Regions from separate parts of the Mus musculus genome. Here region 1 is linked to region 2. A link is a contact called in public promoter capture Hi-C data. All regions are on one chromosome and are shown on one strand. The core of a region is the stretch at or near the end of the contact, and the rest is flanking DNA. Distances in the headings are between cores, read along the strand shown. Region 1 holds the start of Copz1 (coatomer protein complex, subunit zeta 1). Region 2 holds the start of Nckap1l (NCK associated protein 1 like).

Evidence for each region. Capture Hi-C pulls out chosen DNA fragments and counts their contacts.
Region 1: a promoter capture Hi-C map of adipose tissue shows a contact between it and region 2. The contact joins the promoter of Copz1 here to the promoter of Nckap1l in region 2. A contact is called at or near these places in 2 of 39 promoter capture datasets (macrophages and pre-B cells) and 1 of 9 other capture datasets (adipose tissue).

The regions. Positions count from the first base shown.
Region 1 is chr15:103,270,188-103,276,581 of GRCm38.p6, forward strand. It overlaps Copz1 (coatomer protein complex, subunit zeta 1), which reads left to right and starts at 2,701. Exons shown (of 9, transcript NM_019817.2): 1 at 2,701-2,754. The coding sequence starts at 2,737.
Region 2 is chr15:103,452,306-103,458,295 of GRCm38.p6, forward strand. Nckap1l (NCK associated protein 1 like) reads left to right here and starts at 1,520. Exons shown (of 31, transcript NM_153505.4): 1 at 1,520-1,676; 2 at 2,666-2,776; 3 at 3,535-3,627. The coding sequence starts at 1,575.

The DNA.
Region 1 (6,394 bases), core at 1,451-3,950, 180 kb before region 2:
ACTGCCCCGACTCAGACTACTCTTAAACTCCTGGATTCAAGTGATCTTCCTGTTTTAGCCTTTCAAATAGAATTAGAAGAGGTGCAGGACAGTCTGGCCAAATCATAACAACAACAACAACAAAATAATAATAGACTGTCATCATCATCAAACTCTATGAGATTCTTAGAAAAATGTGTCAATTGTTGGCTCACACCTGTAACCCGGGCACTCAGGAAACTGAGGTAGGAGGATTATGGGAAGTTTGAGCCTGTCTCAGCTAGAGTGAAACTTTGTCTCAAAAAAGCAACACTATGCTCCAAAAGAGGATCCTATATCCAGAAATATATGAACAGCATGAACAGACGTTAATGGCTTATTAAAAAACAAAAACAAAGTTGGATAGTGGTGGCTTTAATTCCAGCACTCGGGAGGCAAAGGCAGATAGATCTATGTGAGTTCAAGAACAGCCTGGTTTACAGAGTCAGTTCCAAGACAGCTAGAGCTAGAAAGAGATTCTGTCTCAAAAAACCCAAACCAAAACCACAACAAAAGAACTGGACATGCCGGGTGTGGTGGCGCATGCCTTTAATCCCAGCACTTGGGAGGCAGAGGCAGGCGGATCTCTGAGTTCGAGGCCAGCCTGGTCTACAGAGTGAGTTCCAGGACAGCCAGGGCTACACAGAGAAACCCTGTCTCCAAAAACCAAAAACCAAAAAACAAAACAAAACAAAGAAAAAACAAAACAAAACAAAAGACATGAAGTTGGGGTGTACAAAGGTAGATCTAGGAGGAATTGAGGAGAGGAATTGGAGGTTCTGAATGTGATCAAAGTACATTGCATGGAACTCTGAAATAATAAAAATATTAAAAACAAAAATTCAACTATAACAAACAACCCCACCAGTTATATTAAACAATAAATAATTGAATGGTTGAGCATTATGCTTAGCACATAATAAATGGGCAGAAAAATGTTATTATTATCATTAATCTGCCAAAGCAAGAACAATGCCCGCCACTGGGACAGGAGAGAGGATTCATCCTTTAACAACTATGGCTGCTCTTCCAGAGTACCCGGGTTTGATTCCCAGAACCCAAATAGCAGCTCACAATCCCATTGCAACTCCAGTTCAATGGGATCTGATATCATTTTCTGGCCTCCACAGGTACCAGGTATGTAAAGGGTGCACAGATATACTGACTTTAGGGTTTCTATTGCTGTGATGAAGCACTATGGCCAAAAAAGTAAGTTAGGGAGAAAAGAGTTTATTTGGCTTACACTTCCCTATGGCTGTTCATCATTGAAGGAAGTTAGGACAGGAACTACAGGAACTCAGGCAGGGCAGGAACCTGGAGGTAGGAACTGATGCAGAGATCACGGAGAGGTGTAGGGGGGCCAGCCCTGGTAGGGTCAGGTACTGAGGTGGGACACAGCATAAGATGGAGGTCAAAGGCTAATGATCTCTGGCCTTGTAACTCTTATTGTTCTGGGGGTCAGAAGCTGATAGCTTTCTTTCCATTCGCTCTAATCTCCAATGCCTTGATATCCTATTTCAAATTGAACCAAAGTGGGAAAACGTTGTCCATCAAAGTGCAGGTCTCCTGTACTCAACTCCCAGACAGAAAGTGGGCAGTGGGCAGCAGATTCTCTGAAGCTGAGCAACGGGGCATAGGAGCTGGCAACTGAACTCAGGTCTTCCACACGAAGAGTATGAGCTCTTTTTTTTTGTTTTTGTTTTCGAGACAGGGCTTCTCTAAATAGCCCTGGCTGTCCTGGAACTCACTTTGTAGACCAGGCTGGCCTCAAACTCAGAAATCCGCCTGTCTCTGCCTCCCAAGTGCTGGGATTAAAAACATGTGCCACCACTGCCCATCGAATATGAGCTCTTAACTACCGAGCCATATCTCCAGTCCCCACAGTTTTTTTTTTTTTTTTAAGTAAATTACATTAAAAATATTGAGGGGGGTGGTCTGGAGAGATTGCTCAGTGGTTAAGAACATTGGGTGCTTTCTCTTCCAGAGGTCCTGGGTTCAATTCCCAGCAACCACATGGTGTCTCACAACCAGCTGTAATGAGATCTGATGCCCTCTTCTGGTGTGTCTGAAGACAGCTACGGTGTACTCATATAAATGAAATAAATAAATCTTAAAAAAATATATATTTATTGGGTATGTGTGCATGCCACACGTGTATATCCTGGGATATACTTCTCGAGACCTTGGTTTGTGTAGTTAACGCTTGGCTGCCTATAGCTAACTTGGTGAACTTTCCGAGGTTGTTGAAATGACCCAAGGACACTACAGCTGTGGATATCCTAATGGTGGCGATGGGAATCTGTATTCGGGTAGGGCTTCTCAGCAAGGCTAATGTTAAGGGCTACACATAGCACCCCCTATAGCGAGTGCGAATTGGAGGCTGACAGAATCACGTGGCTTCCTCCTACCAATAGCAAAGTAACAATCGCTTCCTCCGTTCCCCATGGAAACAACACCGCCCTCAATGATCCTCCCGCCCCTTCAGTGCTGAGGTTTTGGCCTTTCATTGAAAATTCCGGGTGACAATCTAACAGCTGCCTCTTCTGGCTGGACAGTTGGCTTCCGTGAAGCGAGTGACTACGCTGACTGGTCAAGACGCGAAGGCTGGCTCATCTTCACCCAATGTTGCCTCTTTGAGGCGGGACCTAGCGAAGACTCAGGGCCAATCAGCGGTGACGTCGCTTGTGCGACTCCACGTCGGCAGCAGCTACGGGCAAGATGGAGGCGCTGATTTTGGTAGGAGCTGGAGGGCCAGTGGCTCCGTTGTGGTGTCCAGGGGGTCCGGGAGGTGGGGCTCATCAGCTGGGGCCGGGAGAGGGTTCCGGGCAGGCCTCGGGGGCCAAAGCTCCCGCTATCTGTGCAATGCAAGTGTGGCCTACAATGGGAGCTAGAGCCGCGGTATAGAGTAGGAAGCCTTGCCGGCAAGAGAGCAGGAGTCGGTGGCAAAGTTGAAGAGAACATGCAGGGTCCTTAGGAGAATTCTGATTGCGCTGGAGGGGTGTCTTTCAAGTTCTCCCCGATGGTTTTTGTTGTGGATCATACCTACTTGAGTTTCCCCAAACCCTCATATTCTAGTCCCCCAAGTTGCAATGGCAGAAGAGAGGTGTTTTGTCAGTCCCAGATCCTCCTGGTGGTGGTCAGAATTCGACTACCTTTTGGCAATTCCATGTCCTGTTCCTTTACAAAACTTGTTTTTATTTTCCTGTTAATCCTTAGTATGTAATTCTGTCATGATTGAGAGTCAGCATTCCATCCAGGTTCAGGAATACTTGGTAGAGCTAGTATAGATTTTGGAATATCTTTTTCTGACTCCTTATTCTTCTCTCCTACTCTCCCCTCCTTCAGACTTTAGGAACTCATACTGTAAGATCCATTTCAGCCTTCTTGCTTACATGAGAATTGTGATTATAGAAGTGCATTTAACTCTCTTGTCCCTTGATCCTTTCTGCTTGTTCTGCCCCCTAGAACAGGATCAGAGCATTTCTTTCAAGACACTGGCCAGCAGTTTAGAGACCCATGAGTCTGCCTACCTGTGTCTGTGTGTTAGTGTAGGAATTTAACTCCCAGCTTCTTTCCTTTAGTTGGACTCCAGGATTGTTTCTAAGAGTCTTCCTTAGCTCCTGTTTTCATTTATATTCCTTGTAAGTGTACATATCAAACTCTTGTCAGTAAAAGAAAAAAAGCTTTTTCTTCTTTCTTTCTTTAAAGGAAAAAAAGTTTTTTGAGACAGGGTCCCTCTCTACCTTTCCCTTTCCTGATGCCCTAGCTACTCATTATGTAAGCCATGTTGGCCTCAGACTCACAGAGGACCACCTACCTCTACCCTCCAAATTCGGAGACTAGAGGTATGTGCCACCACATCAACTTGTTTTAGTTTTCTCACTGAGAGTTTCATGTAGGTCTGACTGGAATCAACTTTGCCACGTAGCCAGGGCAGACATCTATACTCACCTGGCATTTATGTGGGAATTTGAACTTTGGTTTTCTTATTTGTATGACAAGCACTTTAACCACTGACCTATCTGTTCAAACCTCCTTACTTTCCTTCTTGCAAATGTCAAAGAGAATTTATTCTCATCATATGTGTTGGACAAGTTGAAGCAAAATGTTTAATGTATTGAGTAGTTCAAGTATTTACTATACCGGTCAATGAGTTTTTAAAAATCTTGTGACGATGTGGATAGAGTCTGTGAAACTAGTTTCCTTGGATGTTTTTGGTCTTCTTAATCAGGTGTGGTTGCTCACACCTGTAACCCCAGCACTCAGGCTGAGGCTATATTGTTGCTAGTTTGAGGCCAGCCTGGGTTACAAAATAAGACCTCGTCTCATAAAACCAAAATTAATGTAATTTAGTGGAACCAGCTTAAAGAGTGAGGAAAATGGTACTTGGGGAACTCCTTTCCCATTGGTTCTGTTGGGCTGGGTGTAAATGCTAAGAGCATATGGTCTAGCTATCTTTAAAAGCCCTGTGTTTGACCCCAGCACTAGGAGAGCTGAGGTTGTATGGGGAAATCTCTGTGTCATTTTCTCTCTTTCTTGCACTGTGTGGTATCTCTCAGCCTGCTTCTTCCTCATTGTTCCCCCTTGCAGCTGAGCTAACCAGCTGCATGTAGTAACAGACCCTTGCTAACTTGCCTGCATATCCCTCACCTTTACTTTTAAAACTATACTGAGCCTTTGTCACTAGCACCTTAATGTACTGGGTTTAGGGAAGCAGAGCTGTAGGAAAAGGCTCTTTCTAAGGAAGGGCAGTGCCAAAACCCCGTTCCAGTTTTGTTTCCTTGTTCTCTCAGAACAAATTTTTTTTTTTTTTTTTTTTTTGAGACAGTCTCATTATGTAGCTTGGGCTGGGTTTGAATTTGTCTTATCCCAGAGTCACCAGGTTTCTGAGGTTTCTGTAGGTTCTTGCACCTCTTCAGTTTGCAGAATTTTCCTTTCAGCCATGGGTTGTATAAAGTTTTTGTTGATGGTAAAATACCTACAGGGAGCTATGGATTGTGGCTCCCACCTTTAATCTCAGTGTTTGGTTGGCACAGGCAGGTGGATGTCTGAGAGTCTGAAGTGAGCCTGGTCTACTTAGCAAGTTCCCAGACAGTCAAAGCTATGTAGAGAGAGACCCTGTCTCAATAAACAAACAAACCAAACCTACAGGTATTAGTTTTTGTGCTGATTTTTAAAGTTCTTGACGATTAAACTGTTGTCTTTTTTTTTCCCCTATGTTCTTTCCAACTTTATTTAATGATTTTTTTTTTTTTTTTGGAAACTGGGTGTCATTATGTAGTCCTGCCTTGCTTGGATCTTGCTGTGTAGATCAGGGTGGTTTAAATGCATAAGGATTCTCCTCTGGCTCCTGAGTACTAGGATTAATGTTGTTTGTTTCTGTGCCCACCATCACCACCACCATCACCACCACCACCACCACCACCACCACCACCACCACCACCACCATCATCATTATCACATTTATCTTTTGAGACAAGGTCTCTTTACATAGTCTTTTTTTTCCCCCTGGTCTAAAGATTAATTTATTATTATATATAAGTACACTGTAACTGTCTTTGGACACACCAGAAGAGGGCATCAGATCTCATTATGGATGGTTGTGAGCCACCATGTGGTTGCTGGGATTTAAACTCAGGACCTACGGAAGAGCAGTCAGTGCTCTTAACCGCTGAGCCATCTCTCCATCCCTCTTTACATAGTCTTGGCTGTCCTCTAACTCACAGAAATCCACTTGCTTCTGCCTCACAAGTCCTGATATTAAAGGCATGTACCACCACACCTAGCCTTTTTTTTTTTTTTTTTTTTTTTTTTAGTAGATCCTGAGTACTTTTTTTTTTTAAAGATTTATTTATTATTATACATAAGTACACTGCAGCTGTCTTCAGATGTGCCAGAAGAGGGCATCAGATCTCATTATGGGTGGTTGTGAGCCACCCACCATGTGGTTGCTGGGATTTGAACTCAGGACCTTCGGAAGAGTGGTCAAGTGCTCCTATCCGCTGAGCCATCTCACCAGCCCCACACCTAGCCTTTTTTTTTTTTTTTTTTTTTTTTAAGATTTATTTTATTAATATATGTAAGTACACTGTAGCTGTCTTCAGACACTCCAGAAGAGGGAGTCAGATCTCGTTACAGATGGTTGTGAGCCACCATGTGGTTGCTGGGATTTGAACTTTGGACCTTCGGAAGAGCAGTAGGGTGCTCTTACCCACTGAGCCATCTCACCAGCCCCCACACCTAGCCTTTTAATACTATTTTTGAGAATAGGGTCTCATGTGGTCAAATCTGGTCTTGAACTCTTGACCCTCTGCGTCCGTCTACCTCCTAAAGTGATGACGAGATTATAGGTGTGAACCACCATAAACCATATCCA
Region 2 (5,990 bases), core at 270-2,769:
ATTTTTTTTTTTTAACATACCTTTGTTACCATTGCTAAGTAGGATTGTTCTCAGACTTGAGGGCACACTGGAGTCACCCAGAGAACTTGTTGTAGGATAGCATGTGTTAGGGGCTGGAGAGATAGATGGCTTAGTGGTTGAGTACTTGATGCACTTCCAGAGAACCTAAGTTAGTAGTTTCACACCATCCACCTGTAACTTTAGCTCCAGGGTATCTGATGTTCTCTTCTGTCCTCCTTTGTCATGTGTTTGAGTGTACACACACACACACACACACACACATACACACACACACACACCTTGAAAACAAAAAAACAAAAACAAAACATGCCTGTTCTACCTTAAGATTTTGGGTTGAGGGTTGGAGAGATGGCTCAGTGGTTAAGAGCTCTGGACACTCTTAACAGAGGTCCTGAATTCAATTCCCAGAAACCATATGGTGGCTCATAATCATCTATATTATGATCTGGTGCCCTTTCCTGGCATGCAAGTATATATGCAGATGCACTCATACATTAACTAACTAACTAACTAACTAACTAACTAACTAACTAACTAATCTTAAAAAAAAAGATTTTGTGTTCAGCAGGTCTTGAGTGACGTCAAAGAATTTGTGTGTCTAGTAAGTTTCTTTTAAAATATTTTGTTTTATTGTTTATCAAACCTAACAAGTTTCCAAGTGCTGCTGCTACTGCTGGATCATGCTTACTGATTCACTGTACTAAATACTACAAAGGATATCAATATTAGATATCATACCTGTCATTAGGAAGGAACATATGATGTGGGTGGGAGAGAGAGAAAGCATATGCTTAAAAATATAACAAGGAAGCTAATCCCAGCACACTGGAGGTAGAAGTAGGAGATCAGAGGTTCAAGCTTATCTTCAACTACATAAGGAGATAGATTGAGTATAGCCTGGGGTTTACAAGACTTTCTCAACCCTTGCAACCATGTGATATATATATATATGTGTGTGTGCGTGTGTGAGAGAGAGAGAGTGTGTGTATGTATATATATGTTTATATATAAATATATTTATGTTTATAAATAAAATATAGTGAACATGTCATTGAATGGAATAGTTAGAAAGAGACCAGGGTCCTAAAGGATGCTGGGGCCTAAGGGTCAGTAGAAAATAACAGGCATTCTTGACCGGGATCTAAAAGGGTAAGTGTAGAGGTGAATGGGGCTGGTAGTAGATATTTGTTTGGTGTGTGCTTTGTCTGGGACATTTGGGGAGAGGGAAGGCCAGAACAGTTGGTACTGCATTGTGAGGAGCCGTGAAAGCCTGTTCTCTTCCTCAGCTTCCGCCCACTTCTTACTGAAGTACTGCACAACCAGAAAGAGGAAGTCTCCTCTGCTGAGGGTGCAAGAGGAAGCACAAGAGGGCTCTGAAGGCCTGTGAGCCATAGTGACTGCTATCCTCCATGAGCCAATTACAGAAGCAACCGGAAGCTCGGTGCACCAACCAGGGCGGGTCCTTTTACACAGAGGGTGTTGCCAGCCAGGCTGAGAATATTTGGGGCATTTGGGTCTTGTTATCCGGATGGTCCTCTCTCTCGGTGGCCATCATGTCTTTGACCTCTGCCTATCAGCTTAAATTAGCAGAGAAGCTCACGATCCTGAATGACCGAGGACAGGGAGTTCTCATCCGCATGTACAACATCAAGAAGGTAAGCAAGAAGACCCGTCTAGCAAATCATGGCAGGAACCTGGAGGCCTGCAGGCCCAATAGTCAAGCCATATCTTTTTCTCCATTGCTTTAAGTGGCTTTCAGCCACTTAGACGGTATGGTTCCCACAGTTTGGGGAGATAGAGGGAGGCTTCTTTTTAAGGCGTGTCCTTTCTAGGTATTATTCTTGCCTTTTTGAGAGCATCACCTTTCCCCTATGACTTAGGGTTGGGTGGGAAAGAGAATATTTGTGTTGTGAGTGATTTGATTAAGGGTCTGGGGTCTAGAATTTGGGGTTTACTTATTGTCAGTTTCTCTAGTTTTTGAGTTTTCAAGTTGTGTCTCTGGCAAAAATTGTGTTTGTGTGTGTATGTGTATGTTTGTGTGTAATTATTTCCTTAAAAGGGGAAACATTTAAGGAAGTGGTGTTTTCTAAGGTAGTTTGGGGCTGTGAATGCTGCGTGTGTGTGCTTAGGAGAGTAACTATGAAACTGGACAAAGATGATGCCAAAAGGTGAGCCAGCGACTGTAGAAGGCAGGATAAAGGTGGGTAATTGTGAGACTTTCCAGGAAGAGAAAGAAGGAACTTGTGGAAACGGACCTTTGTGCGTTTTGTAGTAAAGCACCAGGAATATGGTTTCTGTCATGTCGTTTGTAAAGTCTCTTGGGACCCAGAGCTTTATATAAAGTCCAACTTATGATCAGCCACTTTTCTCACTACTTCCGGCTTCAGAGGAGGGGTGGGGAAGCAGCTTCCTCTCTGTGTTAGAGCTAAGCCTCAGTTAAGACAAGATGCCAGGTTGTTAGCTCTTAGGAGTACTAGTTCACTGTCTGGAACGAACTTGGTTTTCAACTACCCTCATGCTTTTATAATAAAATTTCAGACTGCCATTTCCAAAAGAGATAGTGGGAGTGAATGATGCATCCAAAGGCTTGTATCTAAATGGAAAAATAGTACGGTAGTTTAATATTACTTTTTTTTATGTGTAGACCTGTTCAGATTCAAAATCCAAGCCACCTTTTTTACTGGAAAAGTCCATGGAATCATGTCTCAAGTACATCAACAAGAAGTTTCCCAACATAGATGTCCGAAATAGCACGGTGAGAACTTGGGTTCATTTCCTCCTTTCTGTAACATTATTCTTGCATGGCAGATTATTGCAGACTCTCCACTTTGTCTTGTCTTTAAGTGTAGCCACCTATAGTTTCCTAGACTCAGACTCGGGGCTTCAGGCATTGAGGGTCGTAAGCTCAGATGGGAGCCTCCCATGGTGAACTGGGGCACAGTCTTGCCAGCCAGGTTCATGAGGACACCTGGTACACAGAGAAGCATCTCCACCAACCTTGCCGGGCACATCTTTTACTGTAGCACTTGATCTACACTATGCTTCTTTGTTGCTGCATGCTATGCATCCAGTGGCATATCCTGTACTTCTGTATACAGCACAATACTCCTGTACTGTGTTATCCCTAGATTTCTCTCACTCTATTCATAGTATCTTTATACTCTGCTTCTTTTCCTATTGATTTATATAGCAAATGTCTTCACTGAAATGAAACTGAAAATCTCCTTTCAGCTAGTCTTCTGACTGTAGTTTGAATCACATCTGGCCATCCAATCCAGATAGAAAATTTCTGTTTAGAGACTGGAGAATGCTGGCGAGCTATTGATCCCACCCTAGCATGTTCACCCCTTAAAGAATGACTGGGTATTTAAATTTTCAATTCTAATGATTGTCTGGAGAGATAGCTCAGTGGTTAAGAATGATATTACTCTTAGTTTTTAGTTACTTGGAGCAGTTGCTTTTTTAATTTTATTTTTAATTTTACATGTCTTGTTTGATCTGTGTTTCTTTCAGCAACATTTAGGACCAGTGCATCGTGAAAAAGCTGAGATAATTAGATTCCTCACTAACTATTACCAGTCATTTGTGGATGTCATGGAATTTCGGGTGAGTCCTCTGTAGCCAGGGTTAACATGGGCTTCAGGGGCTGAGCCTTTTTAGTAGGTATTCATTTATGTTGCTTATTGTAGGTTCTTGAAAGAAAAGGATAAAGGCACTAGTATTCAAAAATGTCTAAGTTGTAGTGTTAATAAATGATATATGAAATACCCTATTTACCATATTACTTCAAGAAATATGTAAGTGGATATGGTCAGTGGCACGAATCTACAGTCCCAGCACCTAGGAGGTAGAGGCAAGGGAATCAGAAATTCAAAGTCAGCCTCAGCTACATATTGAGTTCTAGGCTAGCCTGGGTTACACAGAATCCTGTTTCAAAAACAATTAAAGAAAACAAAATATAAACTTATATCAGGTAGTATTAATACAGCCACTCTAAGCATTTAGAATGTTATATATCACATACCAAAATTAAATATATTTGGTGATGGATTATGGCTGACTTCTGTTTACTGAATCATAGTTTTCTCAATTAAAAAAAATGTATTTATGTATGTGTGTTGTGTGTGCACTTGCAGGCATGTGTATGCCAGGAAGTGGGTGTGAAGGTCACAGGATAACTTTTGGAGGTTGGTTCTCTCCTTTTAGGTCCTATTATTTCTGCTACTGTGTTTTGTAAACCAAGCTAGCTGGCTCATTAACGTTCCATGGAATCTGCTATCTCTGCCTCCCATCTTGCTGTAGGAGTGCTAGGATTACAGACATGTGCCACTACATCTGTGGGTTCAAGGGATAGAGCTTGGATCATCAGACTTGTGAGGCTAATGCGTTTACCCACAAGTGTTAACGGTGTGTATGGTATGTGTGCTCATGAGTGTGAGTGTGTATGTGTCATGGCATGTGCATGGAGGTCAGAGAACAAACTTCAGGACTTGGTTTTCTGTTTCCACCTTGTCTAGCCGTTTCCCTGGGCTCCTTTTTAGTTTTTATTGTAGTATACATACCATAAAATTTACTCTCAGTCATTTTAAGTATATGGTTCAGTGATATTAAATGTATTCATAATGCAGACCTGTCTTTTCATGTTGTAAAATTGAAATTTTCCACCCTTTAAACAATAGTTTCTCATTTCTCTTGTACTGTGGCCCTTGATGACAACCATTCTAGTTCCATTTTTATGACTTTTAAGTATGCTGTTTTGTGTAAGTGGTACCTTTTGTATTTTTGTGATTGGCCTGTATAACTTATTAGTATAGGTTAAGGTTCATCCATGTGTTAGGATATTGGAGAATTTCCTCCTTTTGAAGCCGGAAAATATTCCATCCTGTGGTTATATTCTATTTTGCTTCCCTATTTTTCCACCAGTGAACAGTTGGGTTGCCTCCATGTTTTAGCTGTTGTGACTAATGCAAAGATCTGGGTGTTCAACTGCCTTTCAGATCTTGATTTTAATTCTTTTTTGATATATGCATAAGTGGAACTGTTAGATTATTGGTAATTCTTTTTTAAAATTATTTATTATCATCATGTGTGTATGGTATGTGTGAATGTAAGTGTGCATGTGTCCTGTACATGGAGTCAGAGGGCAGCTTCAGGAGTTGGTTACTAACCTGCTTTCTTCTTTTTTTTTTCTGTAGTGGCTGTACCATTTAATTGACTATTAATAGTACACAAGGGATACAATTTATCAATATTCTGATATTCTGATTAATAACTGTTGTTTTCTGTTTTTGGGGTAGTGAGTATCAAACTTAAGATCTTACAAATACTAGCAAAGCTCTACCACTCAGCTATACCCTTGCCTCATTGTTATTGCAATTTATGTCCTGCTAATTGGTGATGCAGTGCATCTTTTATTTTTTTTTATTGGACATTTATATATCTTTTTGGAGAAACATCTCCTTCAACTTCTTTGTACATTTTTTTGAACCAGTTTTGTTTTGTTTTTGTTGTTGAGTGTTAAGAGGTCTAATTTGTAAACATTTTAAAATTTGAACTATCCAAAGCACGAGACACTTTTGGTCCTATGCATTTTGGTTCAGGGATAGTCAACTTGCATAATAAATGCTACTTTTTTTTCCTGGATCTCCTAATTGTCAATACTTTGCCATATTGCTTGTCACCCACTTTTCCTCCAAACCGTTTTCCTTATTTGCAGACATCATGACATTCCTTTCCCAAAATATTTTAGTATGCATCTGTTAAGGACAGGAATATGTTCTTATGTAATCCTAGTACAATTATCATGCTGAGGAAATGTAATATTCTCTGATATTATTGGCTAATGCAGAGCCCATATTTGCATTTTCTTATTATAATAATTCTTGCTTTGTCTTTCATGACCTTACCTTTAGAAGATTCCGTATATGTCTCAGTTTGGATTTGCCTTGTTCAAAGCTTTTGATAGCTAT